Regions from separate parts of the Mus musculus genome. Here region 1 is linked to region 2. Evidence: chromatin contacts called from public HiChIP or PLAC-seq data. All regions are on one chromosome and are shown on one strand. Each heading gives the region's core, a stretch centred on a gene start, on an enhancer-like site or on the middle of the called end of the contact. The rest is flanking DNA. Distances are from core to core; before and after follow the strand shown.

Region 1 (2,700 bases), core at 142-2,641, 420 kb before region 2:
GTTAGTTCCAGGACAGCCAGGGCTATACAGAGAAACCCTGTCTCAAAAAACAAACAAACAAACAAACAAACAAACAAAAAACAAAGACCACATTCTGAAAGTTTGTATGGTATGGAAGTCACAAACTCTATCTCCAAGAAGGTTCTGGTGACCTTTTTAATTTAAAAAAAGTTTTTTTTGGCCTGGTGTGGTGGCACATGCCTTTAATTCCAGCACTTGGGAGGCAGAGGCAGGCGGATTTCTGAGTTCGAGGCCAGCCTGGTCTACAAAGTGAGTTCCAGGACAGCCAGAGCTACACAGAGAAACCCTGTCTCGAAAAACCAAAAAAAAATTATTTATTTTTTTGGTGGTGGTATCCTACCAAGCACACACTCAGCCACTGGACCGTATCTCTACCACATATGTTTCAGTTTGATGGTGAACCCCATTCTTGGAGAGGCCCTGAATTTTGGCATAGAAAAATCACAGCTATTTTAATTTCATTTTAGTTAATTAATGTTCTCAAACAGGGTTTCTCTGTGTAACAGCTCTGGCTGTCCAGTGACTCTAAGGTGGGGTGGCTTTTTCTCCTACTTTTTTTCTTTTGAGATAGGGTCTCATTAGCCCAGGCTGGCCTTGAACTTGCCATGTAACTGAGGACAACCTTGAAATTCTGATCCTCCTGCCTCCAAAGTTCTGGGATTGTCGTCATGGTGATTCCATGTTCAAGGTTTTGTTACTGTTGTTGTTTGTTTGCTTGCTTGCTTTTTACTAGAAGCAGGTTTATCTCTATTTCACACTTTGTGTGTAAAAATGAGACTATATTTATTTTAGAAATAAAGTCTGACAGTCTTGTATTTTATTTTATTTTATTGTTTTGTTTTGTTTTTTCAAGACAGGGTTTCTCTGTATAACCAACCCTGGCTGTCCTGTAACTCACTCTGTAGACCAGGCTGGCCTCGAACTCAGAAATCCACCTGCCTCTGCCTCCCAAGTGCTGGGATTAAAGGTGTGCGCCACCACGCCCGGCTAGTCTTGTATTTTAAATTCATATGCGATATGACCTTTTCCTCTTAGGAAACAGCTGTGGGCGACTCCCTTTCCTCTTCCAGTCCTGAAGAGAATTCCGGTGGCTCAGGTTCCTTTTCCTCCCGGTTCAGTTCTAGGACCCTTTCCTCTTGCCATGACTCTCCTTCCTGAGTTTCCTCCTGGCAGCCTCCCTCTCTTCCTTGTTTTCTCTTGGCTTCTAGAAATTCCTGCTAGTGAACATTTGACGGGTGAAGCTGGCAGTGACAAGAGATGCCCACCAGGAGGCGCCAGTGCCTAAGAAGATGCTGAAGCCCTGTATGGAGGCTCCTGCCTGCAGAGGCTGAAGTCCTGCGCCCTCTAGGACTACACAAGGAGTTCCAGGCCAGCGTGGGCTACAAAGGAGGAGCTAACTCAGTGGCCAAGATTGTTGTTGCTGTTGCAGAGAACCTGAGTTGGGTTTCTAGTATGCATGTCTAGTGCTCACAGTTAACTCTAACTTTAGTTCCAGGGAATCTCAGATGCTCTTCCCACCTCTGAGAGGACATTTGTATATATGTGGTGTACACACACACACACACACACACACACAAATAAAAAGTAATTTTTTAAGATATCTGTAACCCAATTTGCAAAAACACATGAAACTCAAGAAGAACGAAGACCAAAGTGTGGACACTTTGCCCCTTCTTAGAATTGGGAACAAAACACCCATGGAAGGAGTTACAGAGACGAAGTTTGGAGCTGAGACTAAAGGATGGACCATCTAGTGACTGCCATATCCAGGGTTTCATCCCATAATCAGCCTCCAAACGAAGACACCATTGCATACACTAGCAAGATTGTGCTGATAGGACCCTGATATAGCTGTCTCTAGTGAGACTATGCCGGGGCCTAGCAAACACATAAGTGGATGCTCACAGTCAGCTATTGGATAGATCACAGGGCCCCCAATGGAGGAGCTAGAGAAATTACCCAAGGAGCTAAAGGGATCTGCAACCCTATAGGTGGAACAACATTATGAACTAACCAGTACCCCGGAGCTCTTGACTCTAGCTGCATATGTATCAAAAGATGACCTAGTCGGCCATCACTGGAAAGAGAGGCCCATTGGACTTGCAAACTTTATATGCCCCAGTACAGGGGAACGCCAGGGCCAAAAGTGGGAGTGGGGGTGGGGAGGGTATCGGGGAATTTTTGGGATAGCATTGGAAATATAAATGAGGAAATATCTAAAAAAAAAAAAGATATCTGTAACCACAGGGGGCTGGAGAGATGGCTCAGCTGTTAAGAGCACTGACTACTCTTCTAGAGGTCCTGAGTTCAATTCCCAGCAACCACATGGTGGCCCACAGCCATCTATAATGGGATCTGATGCCCTCTTCTGGGGTGTCTGAAGACAGCTACAGTGTACTTCCATATAATAATAAATAAATCTTAAAAAAAAAAAAAAGGTAGGGCTGGAGAGATGGCTCAGTGGTTAAGAGCACCAACTGCTCTGCCAAAGGTCGTGAGTTCAAATCCCAGCAACCACATGGTGGCTCACAACCATCTGCAAGGAGATCTGATGCCCTTTTCTAGGGTGTCTGAAGACAGCTACAGTGTACTTACATATAAATAAATAGATTTAAAAAAAAACAAACAACCCCCTCCCAAAAAAAAGATATCTGTAACCACACTTTTGGCTACTTTATT
Region 2 (2,700 bases), core at 175-2,674:
CCAACCCAAGGTAATTGGCTTTACCAGTTATTAATGGATTACACTGAAGAGAAAACTGTGGAGGAGGGAGGCAAGGGGAGCACCTCCTGCCTCTGTAGTTTGGTTCCTTGGTGCTCGGTAGCTGCCCGGCACTGCCACTTTATGGTAGAATGGCTGCTGGCAGTAGATGAAGAGGAAATTGGGATGCTGTCATATTCCTGGAGGAAGCTTTGGCTCGAGGCACGAGAGCCCCCGGGTGTCTTGTCTGGCCTTGTTCCAGTTTGGAGATGACAGGTGGGCACTAGTCTACAGTTTTGGTACTTAAACCAGCCAGTGCCTGCCCAGACATTTCCCTCATCAGCAACTGCTAGCTAACTCTTCACCAGCTGCACTGTCCAAGGCACGGCCTTCTTCAGACCCTTCTCCGCAGAACTCTACCTCCCGCTGACGTGGTGGGTACAGGTGCTGGGCACTGCCGGCCAAAGGGCTGCTTGCCCACGTGTGAGGTATCACTAATGCATCCAATCTTCCTTCCCCGGTGCAGGACATGTGGGGCCCTGGCCCATGCCCCGCCCAGTGCCTTTAATCTTACTGATTGACATTAGGCTTCGTGAGGCTTCCCCTTCCACCCCTCCCAAATGTTATGATGAAGGTCTGCTCTAGCTCAGCCGTTCACGCTCTCATCCCAGTATTGAGGCTCTGCAGACCGATCCTTCCCACAGTGCCTGAGCCTCCGCAGCATGAAACCACTCAGACTGCCTACGTTGACCATTCTGAGAGACTCTGGAAATTGTGTGTTCTTTCTCACCTGCCTGTAGGCAGTGTCCATGGTACTCTTCGAGACTCTTCCCAACTATATCTCATCCCTCGGCAGACCTGGCTACTTGGCCCTGCTCCCTGAAAGCTACAACATACTTTTGGAGATGCACTATTTTCCTATTTGCCCAGTGTTTGTACAGCTTTGTCAGTCTTGCAATTATTTGGGGTCGGGGGGTGAGACGGGGTTTCACTTTCATAGACTAGCCTGAGTTCTGGCCTCAAACTCAAGAGATTCACCTGCCTCTGCCTCCTTAGTGCTGGGATTAAAGGCATGCCCTACCATGCCTGGTTTCCCAACTCTTAAACCCTTCTGGAAAGTCTCTGTCTGATTGGGGTGGTCACTGGTCAGTCCCCGTAGGATGCTCCTAGGGGGTCTTACAGCACTGAGCTCTCAAGTCTCACGCAGGTACATTCTCATCAGCTCACACTGCCTAGGGCTCAGAGCTGCCCATGCAGAGGCACAGGTCTGCTGCCGACCTTCTGTGGTCAGAGGTGACATGCCCCAGTCCAAAGAGCGGGCATATCCGTGGTTGAAGCTCCGCAGCCTCTAGTCAGACAGCCTTGGGAGGCTGCACCCCTCTTCGCACCAAGTTGTCTTAGAGATTTCTGTGATACTTCCTCATTCTCTCTCAATGTTTCTTTTTCTGGCTTAACCCCATGATCCCTGGGCAAGGAGCCCAGCATTTCTAATGTGTAGCCATTTCCGCCACAAGTTCTGACAAGCCAGCTCTAACTCTGTCCTCCTTTTGTTTGGCAGCTCTTTTGTGACTGGAACAGCTTGTTGTGGGCACTTCTCACCTCTGAGAATCTGGGACCTCAACAGGTAAGAGATTCCTAAGCCCACAGCGGCATTGAGTGGGGGCAGGCTAGGGCAGCTGCGAGACAAAGGAAGAGCTAGCTAGCCAGCCCCTGCCTCAGTTGGCCTGGTGGTACCAGAGGAAGCGGGAGAAATCACACCTCCACCCACCAACAGCTGCAGTGCATTTCTTGGGGGAGTTATTTGAAGTTAGCTTGAGGAGACCCTTGAAATCACCTGGAACAGGTGAGCGTGCTCATGGACAATTGATAGTAACTACTTGGGTTTAATATATCTTTCCTGAAGAGTTCCTGGCTGTGTACTCTCTCCTCAGAGGGGCATTTTTATACCATAAAAAGTTTCAAAGGTGGCCTGTAGAACCCATAACATAATTTTGTATGATGATTAAAATGCAAGCAGGTTTTCTTCACAGTTCTCCAGTCAGCAAGCTTAATGCATTCTCTGATCCTCTGCAAGTCTGTTTTAGTTTTGTTAGTTTTTCAACCAAAAGCTTTCATTTTGAAATAACTGTATGTTTATAGGATGTTACAGAGAGATCAGCGGGGTGCTTGTATAACATTTATATAACATAGTTTCAGAAGCAGGGCACTAGCAATGGGATCTCATGGGCCTTTTTCTGTACCTACCACCACAGTCATGATAGAGATTTGTCAGACACCCTTCCCAGTCAGACCTGCATCGTCTCTAATACCCACAAACATTTAGATGCTCTCTGCCTCTAATTTTGTTATTTTAAAGATACGATTTAAATGGAATCATATAGTTTGTTTCCTTTAAGAGTAGCTTTGTATGGCTGGAGAAATGGCTCAGCAGTTAAGAGCACTGACTGCTCTTTCAGAGGTCCTGAGTTCAGTTCCAAACAGCCCCGTGGTGGCTCACAACCATCTGTAAATGGGATCTGATGCCCTCTTCTGGTGTGCCTGAAGACAGCAACAGTGTACTAACATATATAAAAATAAATCTTCTTTAAAAAAAAAAAAAAAGAGTAGCTAATGCCAGACATGGTGGCATGGACTTTTGACCCCAGCACAAGAAAGGTAGAGACAGACAGATCTTTGTCTCAGAAAAAACAAAACAAAACAATT

The links. HiChIP or PLAC-seq counts read pairs in DNA pulled down with a chosen protein or histone mark.
Region 1: a contact with region 2 is called in an H3K4me3 HiChIP or PLAC-seq map of bone marrow-derived macrophages, with 4 times the contacts expected there. The contact joins two enhancer-like sites. A contact is called at or near these places in 1 of 39 promoter capture datasets (hippocampal neurons), 1 of 15 datasets of contacts at CTCF or cohesin (embryonic stem cells), 4 of 484 Hi-C or Micro-C datasets (the G1E-ER4 cell line, embryonic fibroblasts and embryonic stem cells) and 3 of 115 datasets of contacts at active chromatin or transcription factors (T-cell acute lymphoblastic leukemia, bone marrow-derived macrophages and neural tube).

Annotation. Positions count from the first base shown.
Region 1 is chr19:46,013,367-46,016,066 of GRCm38.p6, reverse strand. 4930505N22Rik (RIKEN cDNA 4930505N22 gene) reads right to left here. Exons shown (of 2, transcript NR_152221.1): 2 at 2,681-2,700. Among named protein-coding and RNA genes, the nearest start is that of Hps6, 11 kb to the right of the region's middle. Within about 2 kb of position 1,391, at least 70 of the 459 cell types and tissues checked have an H3K27ac peak or open chromatin away from gene starts, as enhancers often do. A contact at or near this core is called in the G1E-ER4 cell line and bone marrow-derived macrophages, where this site is marked.
Region 2 is chr19:45,590,650-45,593,349 of GRCm38.p6, reverse strand. It overlaps Fbxw4 (F-box and WD-40 domain protein 4), which reads left to right. Exons shown (of 9, transcript NM_013907.2): 6 at 1,556-1,621. Among named protein-coding and RNA genes, the nearest start is that of Dpcd, 31 kb to the right of the region's middle. Within about 2 kb of position 1,424, at least 77 of the 459 cell types and tissues checked have an H3K27ac peak or open chromatin away from gene starts, as enhancers often do. A contact at or near this core is called in the G1E-ER4 cell line and bone marrow-derived macrophages, where this site is marked.